Regions from separate parts of the Danio rerio genome. Here all the other regions are linked to region 2. The links are chromatin contacts, called in public HiCAR-type and Micro-C maps. All regions are on one chromosome and are shown on one strand. Each heading gives the region's core, a stretch centred on a gene start, on an enhancer-like site or on the middle of the called end of the contact. The rest is flanking DNA. Distances are from core to core; before and after follow the strand shown.

The links. A called contact is a pair of places that touch in the nucleus more often than the background predicts. HiCAR-type assays count read pairs that join an accessible place to other places.
Region 1: a Micro-C map of caudal fin shows a contact between it and region 2, with 16 times the contacts expected there. The contact joins the promoter of rnd3a here to the promoter of mmadhca in region 2. A contact is called at or near these places in 2 of 18 Hi-C or Micro-C datasets (caudal fin and an unstated tissue) and 3 of 4 datasets of contacts at active chromatin or transcription factors (caudal fin, embryo and gastrula embryo).
Region 3: a HiCAR-type map of caudal fin shows a contact between it and region 2, with 11 times the contacts expected there. The contact joins the enhancer-like site here to the promoter of mmadhca in region 2. A contact is called at or near these places in 9 of 18 Hi-C or Micro-C datasets (caudal fin, embryo, hematopoietic stem cells and 2 more) and 3 of 4 datasets of contacts at active chromatin or transcription factors (caudal fin, embryo and gastrula embryo).

The regions. Positions count from the first base shown.
Region 1 is chr22:12,120,938-12,124,334 of GRCz12tu, forward strand. rnd3a (Rho family GTPase 3a) reads left to right here and starts at 1,548. Exons shown (of 5, transcript NM_199522.1): 1 at 1,548-1,871; 2 at 1,989-2,076. The coding sequence starts at 1,722.
Region 2 is chr22:12,285,766-12,289,175 of GRCz12tu, forward strand. It overlaps mmadhca (metabolism of cobalamin associated Da), which reads left to right and starts at 1,437. Exons shown (of 8, transcript NM_001002453.1): 1 at 1,437-1,474; 2 at 2,933-2,973; 3 at 3,056-3,200. The coding sequence starts at 2,965.
Region 3 is chr22:12,093,792-12,097,582 of GRCz12tu, forward strand. It overlaps LOC103909565 (a long non-coding RNA gene), which reads left to right. Exons shown (of 3, transcript XR_659537.4): 2 at 771-919; 3 at 1,042-2,240. Among named protein-coding and RNA genes, the nearest start is that of rnd3a, 27 kb to the right of the region's middle. Within about 2 kb of position 1,685, at least 3 of the 62 cell types and tissues checked have an H3K27ac peak or open chromatin away from gene starts, as enhancers often do. A contact at or near this core is called in caudal fin, where this site is marked.

The DNA of each region.
Region 1 (3,397 bases), core at 298-2,797, 160 kb before region 2:
ATTGAAAACGTTCATCAAGTCATGGAGAAAATTATTATTCAAAATTTTATAAACAATAAATAGCACTGTATAATATGGTGGCTAAGAGAGCTTATCATGCAATTTAAGAAAACACATGCATGTACAAATAACGCTTGCAAATTAAGGACAGTTCTTAAACCGTTTGACAGCACATATTCTGCAAATCTCCACAATGCATCTACACATTAAAAAACATTCTGCATTTTTAACGCAAACAAATTTTAAAAACGCGCTGCATTTTCTCACAACGCAAACAATTTAATAAAACACTCTGCATTTTCATACAGCGCAAACAAATTAATAAAACTCGCTGCATTTTCTCACAATGTATACAATTTAATAAAGCGCGCTGAATTTTCTCAAAGCAAGGAAATTAATAAAACATGCTGCATTTTCTCACAACGCAAACAAATTAATAAAATGCACTGCATTTTCACACAACATAAACAAATTAATTAAGCGCACTGCATTTTTTACACAATGCAAACAAATTAATACAATGCGCTGTATTTTCACACAACGCAAACCAATTAATAAAGCGCGCTGCATTTTCACACGACACAAACAAATTAATAAAACATGCTGCGTTTTCTCACAACGCAAACAATTTACAAAAACCTGCTGCATTTTCTCACAACACTTGCAAAAACATTGTAATAATGGAAATGTTTCAATGGGACCCAAAAACGTGTTCTGTGAGTATTGCTCAGTGAATTTGTAGGTAATCTTTAAAAGGTGAGTTTTTTTTGTTTGTTCATATTAACATACTGATTCCCTTGCCATTTGTATTTTATTAGGCTAAACAACCATAACCTAAATCGCTGGGTGTTATTTTTTTGGGTCCCCTTGAAACATTTCTACTGTGTTCTGTGCTATTTGAAAGTGTTGTGAGAAAATGCAGCACGTTTTATTTATTTGTTTGTTTTGCGTGAAAATGCAGCATGTTTTTATTTTTTGAAATGTGTTTGCGTTGTGACGATTTGCAGTATGTGAGCTGTCAAACAGATGAAGTTTTTTTCTTTGCTGTTGTTTTTTGTAACTGCATGTGTTTTCTTAAATTACAGCACATTAAGCTCTCTCGGCCACCATAGTATGAAGATGCGTCCAATTATAACAATAAATCGCTCTCACGTTATTTGTTGGTTTTTTTAAGTTTTGTCACACCATAGGACGCATTTAAGATGCCGTTCATAAAAAAAAAAGAAATTTTGTGAGAATTGTTATTGTAAAAGTTAGTGGACACTAATATTTTCTCAAACATTACACTTTAAACAACATAAATATACGTATTTTTACTTTTTAGTAATGTGTTTTACAAATACAAAGCATTCTTACTGGCTGTTTTGTCAACTACCCATACATCTTCATATACTGTACGCCATGTAGCCGTACTTGAGGCCTGTAGGTTGCGCTCTTTCCCTCTCCCTGTTAAAGCGAAGGGGAGGGTCTGCGAGTGTCTTCAAGGACAGCCATTGGTTTACCAGACGCATATAAAACACGGCACATCCCCAAAAAGTGAGAGGGCAGGAATTCAAGCAGTTGATGAATATCCCTGCAGGAGTGAGTGAGGGGGAGTGAGAGATCAGGACACGGACCGAGGGAAAAATCCACACCTTTCCCAGAGTGATTACAGAAAGCGGTGCGTTTGTGCGCGTCCCCTCCGTTGAGCACCTCCGCGGACTTGCGCGTAAAGACAATCAATGAAGGAGAGAAGATCTATCCAGAAACTGTCCCTTCAGCCCGGAATGGATCCGAGTCAGAGCCTCAAATGTAAGATCGTGGTCGTGGGGGACAGTCAGTGTGGGAAAACCGCTCTGCTCCACGTTTTTGCCAAGGACTGTTTCCCTGAGGTGAGATGCGTAAAATCCAGCGGGTGCGCGCAGCTGCGTCTGTATATGTAGTTTTTTGCATTCATTTATGTATCTATCTGCATGTTTAGTGACATTTGCTCTGTTTATTCATCTTAGAATTATGTCCCCACTGTGTTTGAGAATTACACAGCAAGTTTTGAGATTGACAAGCAGAGAATAGAGCTCAGCCTGTGGGACACCTCAGGTGAGTCTCAAATTTTGTTGTCGTCTTGCGTGCGTTTGTGTTTAGTTTTAAGTGTAAATGTTGAATGTGTATAGTCAAGTCTGTTCACTGGCGTTTCTCAAGACCCCTTGGTTTATAGAGAGCCAGAGCAAGGACCCCCTTGTAAACATGTTTTAAATATAATTACGAGTTTGTATGTTGTTTGCTTATAGTAAAACACACATTACCATATACATGTAATAACATTTAGGATGAACTTTAGCTTATTTCGTTTTAAGTAAAACGGTATACATAATCTCAACAGTTGCTAAGATTAAACAATAATTATTGTAATACCCAAACATTTGTGGTGTAATTGAAATGCAAGCTTAGTATACTCTAATGCCATAATATAATGTCATTTTGTTGTATAGTGTCGTTCTTAAATGGATAGTTTACTCAAAAATGTGTGGTATAATTTAATATGCAAGCTAAATATACTCCAATGCCACAATATAATATCATATTGTTGTACAGTGTGGTTGTTAAAAGGGACCGTTCACCCAAAAGAGAACATTTTGTTCACTGTTTACTCTCCCTCGTGTAGCTGCTAACCTATTTTTTGATGAAAATATCTTGAAGAAAGCTGAAAACCACTGACTTCCATAGTAGGAAAAACTAATACAATTGATGGTACAGGTTTCCAATTTGCTTTGAAATATTTTCCTTTGTGTTCAACTGAAGAAAGTCAAACAGGTTTGGAACAAGTGAAGGATGAGTAAGTGATGACAGAATTTTCAGTTTTGTGTGAACTGTCCCTTTAACATAAAAAATTAATGTCATTAATGTATTGTTTCAGTTTCACTTGATATTAATTCATAATGTTGTTATGACTATTTAGTTCATTAACAAGGTTCAAAACATGTCCAGACTTGTTGTCTTTCATCTTGAAGCCTGTAAACATTTCATCATTTTGATGCGGCAGTGCATTGTGCGGGGGTAATGATGTGATTGCTAGCGCTTACGTTTACGCCTGGGGGAAAATCTGGGTTTGTTTAATAGCTTTTTTCTTTCTTTTTCGGAGCGGTTGAACGATTCTCAGTTGTTGAGTCAGTACCACAGCCTGCCAAGCATTTAATCACACACACACACACACACACCCTGCTAACACACTCTCGCACACTCCACCCATCTGTGGAACATGATCCACGGACACCTCACTTTTAAGGAATGTTAGGATGGCATCACGAGGAACGTTGCGCTAAATGATGTTTTGGATAAACAAATGAAAGCAGAACTGTTGCCACAGCTGGGGTCATGCCGCCATTCACTCGTTTAACAAAACCAAACCGCCGTGACCACA
Region 2 (3,410 bases), core at 187-2,686:
CTTTCTTTCTCTTTCTTTCCTTACTTCTCTTTCTTTCTTTGTTTTTTTCTTTCATTTTTTCTTTCCTTCTTTTCTTTCTTTCCTTTCTCTCTTTCTTTCCTCCTTTTTTCTTTATATTTATGCCCTTTTTATATCTATCCCTCTTTTTTCTTCTTTCTTTTTCTGTTTCATTGTTTCTTTATTCTTTATTTCTTTTTGCCTTTCTTTTTTCACTTTCTTCTTTTTTCTTTCGTTTTTTCCCTCTATCTCTCCTTTGTTTTTTTCTTTCTTTTCATTCTTTTTTATTTCTTTATCTTTCTTTTCCTCTTTTTTGTTTTTTTCTTTCCTTTCTCTCTTTCATTTCTTCTTTCTTTTTTCTTTTTTTCTTTCCTTTCTTTCTTTCCCTCTTCCTTTTTTTCTTTCTTTCTTTCCTTATTTTTTCTCTCTTTCTCTTTCTTTCATACTTTCTTTTCTTTTCCTTTTTCTTTATTTCTTTGTTTTTTCTTTTCTTTTCTTTCCTATTTTTTCTTTTTATCTATCCCTCTATTTTCTTTCTTACTTTCTTTATTTTTTCTGTGTCTTTATTTTTTCTGTTTCTTTCTTTCTCTTCTTTCTTTCTTTTTTCTTTCTTTCTCTTTTTCTTTCTTTTCTTCTTTCTTTTTTTCCTTCTCTCTCTTTTTTTCTTTAACAAAATATTACATTTTTAATTATACATTTTTATTATTAAAACTTTTGTATTAATTATATGGCTTTGTTTATATATTTGTCAAATACATGTGTATCATACATTATAAAAAAACAAATAAAATAGAAAAAATATTACACACACACACACACATGCATATATATATATGTGTATATGTATGTATGTATATATCTGTATATGTACTGAATGTATGTATATATGTATATATATATATATATGTGTGTGTGTGTGTGTGTGTGTGTGTGTGTGTGTGTGTGAGTGTGTGGAAAAATAAACAGAACATGCATTTGTATGTGTGGTTTGTTAATATTAATATGTATTTAAAAATGTATATTTTACTGTCTATATCATATTTTTTTCTATTTTATTTGTTTGTATAATAATCTACCATACAAATAAAAAGGGATTTATAATGCAATGGTATTGCTAACTGTTTATTTTTATATCTCATATATATATATATCTAAATTGTATTAAACAGTTTTGCCATTACATTAATTCATTTACTACATTAATCATGTTTGATACAGCCATGATGTTAAAAAAATAAATACATTTATTATGAATAAATATATTTGTGTGTATATATTCTGAAGTGTTTAACATTAAATGATTTGTTTTTAATATTAATATTGCGAACGTTAACATTTAGATTTCCTTTTTTTAATTTAACTCCTTGTTTTTGTTGTCTCCTGTGTGTTTTCGCGGCTTTTGGACTTGCGGCTCTCCGTCATGACGTCACGACTTTGGTGAAAACGTGATCAGCAGAATCTGGTGAAGGCAAGCAAGGTAAGCGAAGAACACGCTGTTCTTTACCTTATAAACACCGTAAAATAACCACAAATCACCTTTAAACCTGTGACATGTCATTCCGTGGCCTCAGAAGAGTTTGTGAATGTTAGTTTGACGCTGAAGTCGAGCGTTTAATCGTGTTTGAAGTGAAAGTGAGCGGATCAAAACAGTGAGTGTTTGTTTTGGTTTGATGTGTTTAAAGATGATTTAAAGTAAATAAAAGCGTAATTTACCTCTGAGATGTCAGTTCTTTCACATATATGTGTTTCTGTCCGAATGTTCATGTTTAATGTTATGTTGTCACTCGTTTATTTAGTCGGTTTATTGATAATGAGCAACAAAAATAAATGCTGTTATTTTTATCGAATTAAATGTTATTTAATGTAATACAACAAGTATAAACGCTATATTTTGATGATATTTCTTCTACACATTTGCAACTAATGTAGTAAATGTGTAATTGTTGTGAAACGCTACCTTGAATATTTGGTCTAAAATCTCATGCAAGTGTGACTTAAAAAACAAACATGTATAACTAGGATTGCTATATGTAAAATAAGCTATATTTTTAAAGCAGACTTTATCCAAGATTTACATTTTTTCGTTGAAATGTAGGGTATTGGTTTAGTTAAGCATTAGTAAGTATAAGTTAATGGATTATTAGTTTATTTATTGCATATTTAAACATTAGACTTTAGAAAACTTGTAAAACAAACAAAAGAATTTGTTGATTCTCAATGTAATGATAATCATTAGTTAATTTCTTACCCTCTTCACTTTCACTGTCTTGCCCCTCAGTATTATAGTCATTATTATTGTTGGAATATCTAGCCAATTCCATGTGTGTTCAATAAGAAAAGGTCTGGAGAGGGTTTTCTTCAATGCCAAAAATATTAGTAATTTATTAGATACAAATGAATAATTCGATGACAGAGCTCTGGGTTACATTACCCTATTGGAATACAATAATTACATGCAAGAGGTTCACAACTAACATACATTTCCTGACTCCAGCATATATACACAACTGATATTAACAGGTGGAGTTTTTGGTGTAACGTCATTTGTCAGTCATTGTTCAGTCCTCCATTGGCTGCACCCCAGACATACTTCCTCTTTTTCTACTAATTCTCTGCACAACAAAAAAGCATACAACTTTCTGTTCAGTTTTAACACTTCTTCAGACAGGAAGTTTCTGCAGAGCTGAATTTAATTTTGGACCTGTATTTATCTACTTCTGCAAAAATGCTAATTAGTATGAACAGCACTCACACGCTACAGTAAAAGTTCAGTTAATATATGACCCTTACATGACCAATACAAATAATTGTTTAATTAAAAAAAAAGAGACAAAAATAATAAAAAAAAATTATTCCTATTATTCAACATTATGTTTGTCTTTTAATATCAATCAGCTTAAATTAAATGAATGTGTGGTGTGTTCGTGTGTTGCAGGTTGCAGTTGTAGTGGAGTCGTGTGCAGCGTCATGGCGAGTGTGAGTGTGGATCCGCTGCTTCAACTCTTTGTGTGTGTGTGTTTGTGTCAGTGTTGTAATTGATTGTGTGTGTGATATGCAGGTGTTGTGCAGGAGGGTCAGGCAGGTGAGCCACTCGTCTGTCGTTCACTCTTTGGCTCAGAAAATTCTGGCAGTTCGAGCGTTTTCAGCCGCAGGGTCGTCTGGATCAGATGAGCCCTATATTGCTGTACCGTCTCAAAATACAGGTGCGTCCCAAATCCCATACTTATTCTACTGCTTTTTTGTCGTATAAATTAGGGTTGGGTGATATTGGAAAAAAAAGCGCATATTGCGTTATTTTTATTTTTCTGCGATTTGCAAATAACTCGATTTGGAAATAATGAATACTTTTATATTCTTTGGCATGATTTTATAGAGTGCTTTTGCAGAAAATATAATTAACGAATTACCAGCAT
Region 3 (3,791 bases), core at 435-2,934, 190 kb before region 2:
AAAGAGATGGACATGGTCAGCAATACTGTGGCATTGACACGATGCTAAATTGGTACTAATAGGCCCAAAGTGTGGCAAAAAATATCCCCCACACCATTACACCACCACCACCAGCCTGAACTGTTGATACAAGGCAGGATGGATCCATGCTTTCATGTTGTTGACGCCACATTCCCTGTGTCCTCATAATTTAAAACACTTAAAAAGCATACTTAACGTTATTTTATTTATTTATTTTTTTGACCTTCAGAATTTGCCCCTGGTTTCTGGTTAAGAGTTTGATACAGGGATAAGGAGAGGATAAATCCAAATAACAAGTGTTTTTACTGTAAAATACACTCTGCCCATGGAGAGTCCTCATGAACCACTAAAACCAGCATGTGTTTTGTGTTAGTAAGAGTGCTGCCTTTACATTTGTCCAGAATTAGGTTTACCTGCTGTTTTGCACCACCTCTATGTCAGACCAGTGTGGGTTCCCGTGATGAATTAAGGGTAGAATAATTGGCAAGGTCCTGCTCTCACTCAGGTCCTCCACTGGGGTTAAATGCACTCCCTGCATCCGTCTTAAACACCGTCTCAATGTGAAACTGCAGGTGACAGATCAGCTGTGATTTATCTGCTGTAGTTACTTTATCTCCCATACCTCTCTATCCTTTTTTTCTTACGATTCGTGACGGCTTTTCAATAGGTTTTATAAATGAAATGATAGATAGATCAGACTTTGTTTGGCCGTCCTCTTCTCTCAGGTTTTGATAGATGCAATCCCTCAGGTGCTCGTGTTTATTGGTCTGAGCGATGGCGCGCTCTGCAGAAAACGCATTTCAATGCCTCCGAATGTTTTCGTCCTGTCTCAGTGGAGATCCTGCAGAGGAAGAAGAGAAATGAGACCGTTTCTGGAGGCAACAGATGGGTAAAGACGGTGAGAACCATTTCTTTCTCAGTCATAATACATCTAAAAGTCCATATGTCAAAAGCGCAAACAAACGCCCTGAAGGCCTTCACGACGTACATTTCCTAAAGTTTATACTACTTTCCTAACAGCTTTTGGCTCGAGCACCCACCTGAGATGATTCATCTATAGGAGAGAGACATCACTAGTTGTCTGGAAAACAGCTCACACAGATGCGTCTGCAGGCGACTGGCAGCCGGCCTGGACGGAGGGGATTTTCATGCTATGCTAATATCCATAGCTGCAGGCTAACAGCTCCAGTGTAATGATGCTAACATGCCAGAGCCATATGGAAAAACAAAGGCAGGACTTTTTACTGGGAATACCAATCTCAGTATGCATCAGCACGGAGGGTGTGATTCAGGTGACAGATTTTAATGAGAATTCCTAACAGAGCACAAACACATTTTGGCATGTTGACTTGCTGTTTTGTATGACTAGAGGATGTTCGGAAAGGACTGCTAGCTAACTTAGAGTCTTTAAAGCTAAAGTATGTGAAAGTCTAACCTAAAGATGAAGGTACCCAACCATGTACTTGATGTATACAGTGAAGCAGTGCAAATAACACTAAAAATTATGAAGAAATATTGAACTATTCATCTATTGTTAGAAATACGTTTCAAGTTTATTGCAAAATATCCAAATATCCAAGTGTTTTGGGAGTCTTGCCATAAGTGATGTCATAGCGGGCGTAGCTAAGAATCTTTATGTGGCACTTTGCTTGCTGTGCCTCTCTGATTGGTGGAATTCCCTGTACAGCTTCATGGGTAATCTAGTTTTCTGTGTTAATTTAGTCAGACTGGGTGTTACTAGTGATATGTCATTCTGTATTCACTGCCCTCAAGATCTGCCATGTATTAGTGCCAAGTGTCTGTCTGGACTACAACTCCAGCTTTAGGTACAAATGTAGATACCTCCCATTATAATCAACAGAACTGGCACTTTCTTAAAGCTATGCTATTTAAATTATTCTGCTATCTTGGTAACAGCACCAAAATAACTCCTCCATTTCTACCATGCTGTTATAATGGGTGTGTTTAGGGGGTCAATTATAAAAGTGTTTCTCAACCACTTTCTTGGAGGCAAACCAACAGTACATATTTTGGATGTCTCCCTTATCTGACCCATTTGTTTTAGGTTTTGGAGTCTCTTGTAATGTTCTTGTAATGTCCCCCCCCCCCCCCCCCAAAAAAAAAAAAAAACACAAGTCTTTGAAAAAGATGTTGTCATACACATGCATATTACTTGTTTTGGGAGGTGTAGATTAAATACAAATGCAAACAAACAGCAATGGCGTAGAACATATTTGCTAATGCTTCATCAGCAAAGTGTGTATTTACTTTGCATTAAAACCAAAAGCGTATTTGCTGGCTGCACATCCATGATGTGAATCTTGTTCCACCACATCCCAAAGGTGCTCTATTGGATTGAGCTCTGGTGGCTGTGGAGGCCATTTGAGTACAGTGAACTCATTGTCACGTTTAAGAAACCAGTCTGAGATGATTCACGCTTTATGACATGGCGTGTCATCTTGCTGGAAGTAGTAGCCATCAAAAGATGGGTACATTGTGGTCATAAAGGGATGGACAAGGTCAGCAATAATACTCAGGTAGGTTGTGGCGTTGACACGATGCTCAATTGGTAATAATGGTCCCAAAGAGTGCCAATAAAATATCCCCCACGCCATTACACCACCACCACCAGCCTGAACTGTTAATACAAGGCAGGATAGATCCATGCTTTCATGTTGTTGACGGCAAATTCTAACCCCACCATCTGAATGTCGCAGCAGAAATCAAGACTCATCAGACCAGGCAACGTTTTTACAATCTTCTATTGTCCAATTTTGGTGAGCCTGTGCGAATTGTAGCCTCATTTTCCCGTTCTTAGCTAACAGGACTGGCACCTGGTGTGGTCTTCTGCTGCTGTAGCCCATCCGCCTCAAGGTTCAACATGTTGTGCATTCAGAGATGCTCTTCTGCATACCTCAGTTGAAACGAGTGGTTATTTGAGTTACTGTTGCCTTTCTATCAGCTCGAACCAGTCTGGCCATTCTCCTCTGACCATCAACAAGGCATTTGCACTCACAGAACTGCCGCTCACTGGATATTTTCTCTTTTTTAGACCATTCTCTGTAAACCCTAGAGATGGTTGTGTGTGAAAATCTCAGCAGATCAGCAGTTTCTGAAATACTCAGACCAGCCTGTCAAGCACCAACAACCATCTCACATTCAAAATCACTTAAATCTTTCTTCCCCATTCTGATGCTCAGTTTGAACTGCAGCAGATCGTCTTGACCATGACTACACGCCTAAATGCATTGAGTTGCTGCCCTGTGATTGGCTGATTAGAATTCTGCGTATTATCTGGACAGGTGTACCTAATAAAGTGTCGGATGCGTGTAGCTTTCCAACAGGTACTGTTTACTAACAAGATGACAGCAACAAATACGTGCCTGGCATACATATTACAGTGGTTTTGGTCATTTTTACGGATATTAAATTTTTTCAAACACAAGGAAAAACTTACAATTTTGTCTACATTGTTGTGTAAACGTAAACTTAGACTTAAACTCTAAAGGTCAAGTACTCTGAAAACATGATATAACATTGAGTTCTTTATTGTACTTTTCTGAGTACAAAGTTTCAATGCATGTTCAAAATGGAGGTGTTTTTGTAACTCACAGTAATATTTCCTCCCAAATGGTCTGTAAATGAGACAGAGTTATTAACAGGGCTCCTTATATGAGTTTAAAAGCACTGAGCAACAGCATATATTTGCATAAAAGCATCGTTTTTGTGCTGTTCATCTCTCTTGAGGCTGGTTTTGTGTGCGTGCTGTT